Linked DNA regions of Mus musculus: region 2 is linked to region 1. A link is a contact called in public HiChIP or PLAC-seq data. All regions are on one chromosome and are shown on one strand. Each heading gives the region's core, a stretch centred on a gene start, on an enhancer-like site or on the middle of the called end of the contact. The rest is flanking DNA. Distances are from core to core; before and after follow the strand shown. Region 1 overlaps Atp7a (ATPase, Cu++ transporting, alpha polypeptide). Region 2 holds the start of Tlr13 (toll-like receptor 13).

Evidence for each region. HiChIP or PLAC-seq counts read pairs in DNA pulled down with a chosen protein or histone mark.
Region 2: a contact with region 1 is called in an H3K27ac HiChIP or PLAC-seq map of microglia, with 4 times the contacts expected there. The contact joins the promoter of Tlr13 here to the enhancer-like site in region 1. A contact is called at or near these places in 2 of 39 promoter capture datasets (cranial neural crest and second pharyngeal arch cranial neural crest), 1 of 484 Hi-C or Micro-C datasets (embryonic fibroblasts), 4 of 115 datasets of contacts at active chromatin or transcription factors (embryonic fibroblasts, embryonic stem cells, extraembryonic endoderm stem cells and 1 more) and 3 of 9 other capture datasets (adipose tissue, embryonic stem cells and liver).

The regions. Positions count from the first base shown.
Region 1 is chrX:106,073,356-106,077,726 of GRCm38.p6, reverse strand. All of the region lies in intron 2 of Atp7a (ATPase, Cu++ transporting, alpha polypeptide), which reads right to left. Among named protein-coding and RNA genes, the nearest start is that of Atp7a, 48 kb to the right of the region's middle. Within about 2 kb of position 1,741, at least 7 of the 459 cell types and tissues checked have an H3K27ac peak or open chromatin away from gene starts, as enhancers often do. A contact at or near this core is called in microglia, where this site is marked.
Region 2 is chrX:106,141,231-106,145,601 of GRCm38.p6, reverse strand. Tlr13 (toll-like receptor 13) reads right to left here and starts at 2,327. Exons shown (of 3, transcript NM_205820.1): 1 at 2,281-2,327.

The sequences.
Region 1 (4,371 bases), core at 492-2,991:
CTTCTGGCTATTATAAATAAGGCTGCTATGAACATAGTGGAGCATGTCTCCTTACTGGTTGAAACATCTTCTGGATATACGCCCAGGAGAGGTATTGAGGGATCCTCTGGTAGTACTATGTCATGACACTTTGCCCCTTCTTAGAATTGGGAACAAAACACCCATGGAAGGAGTTACAGAGACACAGTTTGGAGCTGTGACAAAAGGATGGACCATCTAGAGATGCCATATCCGAGGATCCATCCCATAATCAGCCTCCAAACGCTGACACCATTGCATACACTAGCAAGATTTTGCTGAAAGGACCCAGATATAGCTGTCTCTTGTGAGACTATGCAGGGGCCTAGCAAACACAGAAGTGGAAGCTCACAGTCAGCTATTGGATGGATCACAGGGCCTCCAGTGGAGGAGCTAGAGAAAGTAACCAAGGAGCTAAAGGGATCTGCAACCCTATAGGTGGAACAACAATATGAAATACCCAGTACCCCCCCCCCCAAGAGCTCCTGTCTCTAGCTGCATATGTATCAGAAGATGGCCTAGTTGGCCATCAGTGGAAAGAGAGGCCCATTGGTCGTGCAAACTTTATATGCCTCAGTATCGGGGAACGCCAGGGCCAAGAAGTGGGAGTGGGTGGGTGGGGGAGCGTGTGGGGGAATTTTGGGATAGCATTGGAAATGTAAATGAAATAAATACCTAATAAAAAACAAACAAACAAACAAAGAGTTGAAGGCCAGCCTGAGCCAAACAGCAAGCCTGTCACACACGTACATGCAAATAAACTACAAATTACAAACTTCTTTTAAATCTTTTTTTTTACTACATGTGTGTGAGAGTGAGTGAGAGAGCAAGGGAGTGAGTGAGAGAAAGAACACAAATTATAAACTTTCCAGAGATAAAGGTTTAGTCAGGTATGGTGGTACCTAGCACTAGAAATAAAGAAGCCAGTGGTTCTCTAAGACTTGGAGGCTAGACTATACTGAGAGTTCCAGAACATCCAAGGCTACATAGTGACAGTCTGGTAAACACAGAAAAAGATGTCACAAACTTCCATAAAACTAACATTTTAATTAATGATATCTGAAACATCTCTATAACTAAGTTTCTTTACCTATACTTTCAACTATAGTTATTTGGTCTTGATGATTTTATAAAATAATTCCATTTTTCCTGCAGACTGTCTGTTCTATAATGCTGGTGACAGAATGCTGTATCTATCCCTAAGCATCACTAGTCCTAGAATATTTGTTCAGCCATTGTTTGAAAGATCCTTTCCAGCATTACAATTAAACATTCAGTTTTCATAGCTGCTGGCAAGTTGGAGGAAAGTCCTGAGTTTCTTTCATACATAAGTTATAAGATTTCAGGGCGTTTCATAATCCCTTGTGCAGTGACTAATCTTATATACTCTCTAAGGTAATTCTATTCTTTATTTTTTTATAAAAATAGTTATATACAATGATATAAATTTATGTAAAATTATAGTTTTCTATCAGGCCTAGCATCTACATGCTAAGATCCTTGGGGAGGCAGCACAACAGATAGGGAGTCATTCCTATACCATAATTCCTAATGAAAGCCTCACTAAAAAGATCTAACCAAGGACCAACCACCCAAAGCCAAATAGCCTAGTAACCTTAGCTCAGTATATCTCCAACTCGACCAGCCCAGCCTCAGATCATCCAAACGTTCATATATACTCCAGCCATTCAACACAAAGGGAGCCTTTGTTAAGAGGGAGAGAGGAAGTGGAAAGGACAGTAGTCTATTAAAAGACTGTTAAAATTGCTTTTGCAAACTGTACAAACCATGACCGTGGGCGTCGTAGTAGCATATATTTGCAATCCCTGCCCTTAGGAGACTGAGGCAAGCTCAAACCCTGCCTTGGCTACACAAAGAGAACCTATATCATCACTTCTTAACCTTTGGCTAAGTTCCAACATAAAAACAAAATAAGTCAGGCAGAGTGAAGCAAGCATACAAACATACAGAAGGTCACGATTTCAAAGCCAGCTTGGGTTATAGTAAGGCCCAGTCTCAAAGCAAGCAAACAAAACACATATTCATACGAGCACATCTGAGACTATTTCCAGAGTCTTAAAGGGAAGTTAATGCAGACAGAAGCTCTGAACTAAAGTTTCATTAACTTCTCAATAAATCTCTGAGTCTAAAGGCTTAATAGTAAAATATTTTTTCAAAGGAAAGGGAAAAAGGTCACAATGTACCCTATTTAATAAGAAGCTTTTGACAGAGACTGAGGAGAGGCAAAGTTGGAAAAGGCTGATGTGTTTCTTTTCAGGTTCAGCAATCAAATTACAAATGTGCCCTGGAAAGTACAGCCATCAGGATCTATCACTAGGATTCATATAACTCCCAAAGTGCTTTCATATTACAGTCCCATTCTTCCGCCTTTACTCTTTAATCAAGATGCACTTACATTTGTCTGGCTTTAAACAGACCTTATTAGAAGTGGAAATAGCGATTTTACATCTGAGTGGGGCACAGGTAGCCTGCTTTGTGAAATAGCAATGTGCTTGAAAATATTAAAATAGAATCTAGCTGGGGATGGAGGGTTTTCTAGCATACACAAAGCCTAACTTTCAATCTGTAACACCACAAAAAGGCTGCCTCTAATATGGTGGCCTATATTCTCAGTACTTCAGAGTAAGAGAGGAAGATCAAAAGTTCAAGGACATTCTCAGCTACAGACTGAGTTTGAGACTGACCTGGTATATCTGACTCTGCCTGAAGAAACAGTACAGGGGTCGGAAGAGCTAGGTTAAGAGCACCGTCTGTTCTTTCAGAGGACCCAGATTCACTTCCCAGTACCAATTGGGTAGCTCCTAACTGCCCGTAACTCCAGTTCCAGCCAACCCAACATCCTTTCAGTCTCTTCCAGTGTGTGCTCACATGTGGAGCACACACACACATTCAAGCACACATACATAAAACAAATTAAATGCATAAGTATTTTTGTTAAGTGGAATCTAGACCTACAGTTATGTATAGATGTTTTAACAGAAACAAATATTCAATAGAGGTAACTAGACATGGGTTAAAGGTTTTGGAAAAATATGTAAGTTGTCAGTAGACAGCAAGTAACCAAGCTGAAGAAAAATTAGGTGGGCTAGCATCTGTGCTTAAATGGCTTGACTGCAATTAGCACAGATACAGGTGTAGATCTGGCTTCTGTTCTGGCCTCCTGGACCAAAGCTACCTTAACTCAAGTGGAGCTAAAACTGTTCATTTACGAATATACAAAGTAGAGGTGCCATACATATTACTCATTGAAATGAACTCATTTTAAAGCTTTAAGCCTGAAGGATGCACACTTGCTATCTTCCCTAACTGACAAACCGCGAAGCATTCATCTAATTTGATAAAGCTATAATTCATAAATATCATGTAAACATTTTTTTTCTTACAAATTTGGCTATTGGGGGAGATAAGTGTATTTAGGAAACCTGTAGCACAGGAAATAAATGGGATAATTACCCCCTCACTTCTCAGCCTTTCCAACCTGGTTCTCTTGCCAAAGAACATGAAAGTCAGCCATACTAATCCTTACTGGGTTGTTGATAAAACGTAAAGGAATCAGGCCAAAGTAGAAAATTAATAAGCTTTAAAAAAAATCTATATCTGAAGCATGTGAAGATGGCAAGTTCATGCCTAGGTATTGACATGGATGCCTCTGCGAAGAAAACTTCAGGCAACACAAATGTAAGACAGGAGGGAAGCTTAAGGACAGCTATCTGTTTAGCCTTGGCTGATCAGAGTCGGGGCAGCAGGACACAGTTTCCCACTAGGCAAATACTAAGCTGAACCCACAGTTTGTTCCATCTGCTCTAACCAACAGTAGCAAAGAGATGGAGAAAAGTACCTGCAGATCCCTATTCAAAAAAAGAGAAGCCAAACACACATGAATACTCTCACATGACTCTTGAGTTAAGGAAATTCAAACAGAATCATGATGTGCCACTTAGTCGATATTTTGTAATCAAAACAAAGTGAACAAATCAGTCTATTCAAGATGCCGAGAAGAATCATGAACAAGAATATTATATATAGACAATAATGTATAAATCCTGTATTTCTCTGAAAAACCAAAACCATCTGACATCTCTGGTGATTACGTAGTTAAGGATTTAGATGAAGCAGAGACCAGGTAAGTATATAATCTAGGGCTACACAAAACTTCTAGATCCAATGTAATAGCGATATTCTCATAAAAAGAAATCTGGTTGAATCCTCAATTTTAAACTATGTGCTAAATTGGCTGTATATTTGGACAAAGCTCCTTTTAAAATATTACCATCTGGAAGCTTCTACCTGTGAACTGGCACCCTGGAGGGTGAGGCAAGAGGATTGCCACAA
Region 2 (4,371 bases), core at 1,078-3,577, 67 kb before region 1:
TATGAAGGAGCAACTAGTGCTCTTAATCACAGAGCCATCTCTCCAGCCCATTAGTTACTTTTTTTTTATTAGATATTTTCTTTATATACATTTAAATTTTCAAATGCCATCCCCAAAGTTCCCTATACCCTCCCTCTGCCCTGCTCCCCTACCCACCCACTTCTGCTTCTTGGCCCTGGCATTCCCCTGTACTGGGGCATATAAAGTTTGCAAGACCAATGGGCCTCTCTTCCCAGTGATGGCCCTTCTAGGACATTTTCTGCTACATATGCAGCTAGAGACACGAGCTCTAGGGGTACAGGTTAGTTCATATTGTTGTTCCACCTATAGGGTTGCAGACCCCTTCAGCTCCTTGGGTGCTCTCTCTAGCTTCTCCATTGGGGGCCCTGTGTTCCATCTTATAGATGACTGTGAACATCCACTTCTGTATTTGCCAGGCACTGGCATAGCCTCATATGAGACAGCTATAACAGGGTCTCTTCAGCAAAATCTTGCTGGCATATGCAATAATGTCTGGGTTTGGTGGCTAATTATGGGATGGATCCTCGGGTGGGGTAGTCTCTGGATAGTCCATCCTTTCATCTTAGCTTCAAACTTTGTCTCTGTAACTTCTTTCATGGGTATTTTGTTCTCTATTCTAAGGAGGAACGAAATATCCACCCATTGGTCTTCCCTCTTCTTGATTTTCTTGTGTTTTGCAAATTGTATCTTGGGTGTTCTATGTTTCTGAGCTAATATCCACTTATCAGTGAGTGCATATCTAATGACTTCTTTTGTGATTGGGTTACCCCACTAAGGATGATATCCTCCGGATACATCCATCTGTCCAAGAATTTCATAAATTCATTGTTTTTAATAGCTGTGTAAATGTACCACATTTTCTGTATCCATTCTTCTGTTGAGGGACATCTGGGTTCTTTCCAGCATCTGGCTATTATAAATAAGGCTGCTATGAACATAGTGGAGCATGTATTCTTATTACCAGTTGGAACTTCTGCCTGAAATTCTGCCCCATTCACATAACTGCTTGGTCTGGGCACCTCTGAAGTGTAGCAAAACCCTGTCAACGAGCACTAGAAAAATGGTGTCTGTAGCTCAGTTGGTAGAGTGCTTGCTTGCCTAGCGTGTGTGAAATCCTGGGTTCCATTCTCAGAACCAAATAATCCAGGCTTGGTGGCTCACACTTTTATTACCAGAACCTGGGAGGTAGAGGTGGGAGCTTCAGAAGTTGAAGATCACCCCGGACTACACATTGAGTTTGAGTACAGCCTGGCATCCTATGGGGGGTGAGTGGGGGGGAGAGGAGAGGAGAGGAGAGGAGAGGAGAGGAGAGGGGAGGGGAGGGGAGGGGAGGGGAGGGGAGGGGAGGGGAGGGGAGAGAGAGAGAGGGAGGGAGGGAGGGAGGGAGGGAGGGAGGGAGGGAGGGAGGGAGAGAGAGAGAGAGAGAGAGAGAGAGAGAGAGAGAGAGAACAAATCTGTAACCCTAGCATTCTGGAAGCTAAGGCAGGAAGCAAATTCTTGGCAAATCTGGGCTGTTGTGGCTAGACTCTGACTCAAAAATCAAAGAAGGCACTGTGGCCCATGCCTTTAATCTCAGTACTTTAAGGCACTGAAGGAAGAGGCAGGTGTATCTCAGTGAACTTGAGGCTGACCTGGTCTACATAGTCACTTCCTCGCTGCAGTCTATATAGTGAGACTCTGTCTTTAACAAATCAACAACAATAACCAAAAAAAAAAAAAAAAACAGACAAAGGAAAATTTACAATTTTAAAAAGCTTATAAAAATAATAAAAATAAATTTACATATACTACATTAGAAAGCTTATATGAAACATAAGAATACATTTTAAAGCACAGTAGTTCAAAGTGATCTTCAAAATCAAGCTAGTTTGAGGCCCACCTGGATTACATAGCACCCTGTCTCAATAATAACAATAATAATAAACAGCAACAACAACAACATTAAAAAGTATAAGTACCAGGGAACAGGGACTTTGCAATAATAAGAAAATAAATATCACTTCCCTTCGGTGCAATACTACTACTGTCTATGGTAGGAGTCATGAAGTGAGTTACATTGAATTAAAAAAAAAATCTTGAGCAGAAGTGGTGATGCTTGCTTGTAATCCCGGTACCCTTGAAGCCGAAGATCAGTGGTTCAAGAATAGAGCTGCAGGCAAGCTTGGGTTATATGAGATCTGTTTCAAACAAAAATTGGAATATTTCCATTGTTTGCTGTATACTGCTGAAATGCAATCAAGTCAAGAAAGCTCAACTTACCTCTCAGAAGCTCCTAGCACATAGTACAATTGTTCATCTTTGCTAAACAATGACATTCTGTTTTAGGTCTCTTAAAAAAACCCCGTGATGGTTGTTCTAAACTCTTAGGACATGAGACATTTCCTTCCTCTTCTCTTTTTTTTTTAGGCATGGCGAAAGAGGCGGGCAAGGAGGTGTACGTCAGATGTACCAAAGTCCTATTTGATGTGTATTGCAAAGTACAGTCTTGAAGGGAGCACTCACCTTCTGCCCACCATAGATCCCCTGAGTTACTTGCCGTGTAGGCTCATTTGGGGATGCTCAGCCAGATCATGTCTTGGTGTTGCAAACCATCCTGCCCCGTACCTGGCCCCATTCCTTAAGGTCCCAGTTGTGGTTAAACTGTGGGATCAGGATGGCTAACTCTGCTACCAGACCTTTGACTCTTCATCCACCACACATTTTGTTGCCTAATTGATTGGGTTCTATATTTACTTCATTTGGGGAAACACAATTTGATTACTTGCCTAAAACAGTGCTCCCCCCAAAAAAACCCTATGAGACTGTCTTAATTTGTTTTCTGTTGCTGTGATAAAACACTAACAGAAGGGACTAGGAGTGAGGCAGAAATATTCTTACAGGTAACAGTCTGTCATCAAGTCCCACCAAGGCAAGAAACTCAAAGGGAACCTAGAGGCAGGACCTGAAGCAGAGACTATGAAGGAACACTGTTTGCAGGGCTGCTCAGCCAGCTTTCTTACATAGCCCAGGCCCACTTGCCCAGAGATGCCAGCCCCCACAGTGGGTTTCAACAACTAACAATCAAGAAACTGCCATAGACATGGCAACCTAAAGGGAAGAAATTCCTCAACTGGGAGTCCCTCTTCCCAGGTATTTCTGGGTTTGTGTCAGGTTGACAAAACCCAACCAGTACAAAGACCAAATCCTCAAGTCACCACTCCATCAGGAGCTGATTTAAGAGAAGGAGAATCAGACTTCTCTAAAGATGACCCCCTTGATATTTTGTCTAATTTCAAGTGGTCAGCCCTAAGCACACTTACAAACAAGCAACACTAAGTAGACTTAAGCAGATGTTATGTGTGTAGTGGTTTGAATAAAAATGGCCCCCAAAAGCTCATGTATTTGAAAGCTTAGTCACCAGAGAGTGGCACTACTTGAGGATTAGGTGTGACCACTGGGGGTGGGCTTTGAAATTTCAGAAGCTCAAGCCAGGCCCACTGTGTCTTTTTCCCTGCTGCCTGCAGATCCAGACACAGAACTCCCAGCTCCTTCTCCTACATCATGTTTCCTGGCATGCTGAAACTCTAAGCCAGTCCTAATAAAGTGCTTTCGTTTATAAGAGTTGCTGCGGTCATGATGTCTCTTCATAGCAATAGAATATTGATTAGGATAATGTGCATATGTTTTAAAAAATGAAGTCATGCATTTGAGACTTATCATCGTGGCACATTCAGCACATAAGAGGTAGAGACCAGGAGAACTAAAACTTGAGGTCTTCCTTGGCTACATAAACAGTTTGAGAACAACCTAGGCTAGAAGGCTGGTGAGATGGCTCAGCAGGTAAAGGCACTTGTTACTTCATTTCCTGGTGGAAAGAGAAAAGTCACTCCTGCAAGGGCACCTTCCTCAGACACAAACAAATAAATAAATATAATTTTTTAATTTGGAAAAAAAAAACACTACTGACTTTAAAATGCTGTCATCGGATCACATCCTATTCTGCCTATGACCTATATTAAGAAGCTTCTAACTTGCTACTCCCACTGGTCCACTAAGGTCCAATCAATCTAGCATCACTGTTATCCGTCCGTCTGTATGCATAATCCAAGATGGTCCTCCTCTAGTGTACTCTGGTGGTTTGAATGGGAATAATCTCACATAAGCTCATGTGTTTGAATATGTAGTCCTCAGTTAGTGGAACTGTTTGTGAAGAATTTGAAGGTGTGGCCTTGTTGGAGGAGGTATATCACTGGGGTTAGGCTATGAAGTTCCAAAAGACTAGAGCCATTTCCAGTGTTTCAACCTCTGTCTCATGGCAATGTTTCAAGATATGAGCTCTCAACTACTACTCCAGCTCCATTCCTGCCTGCC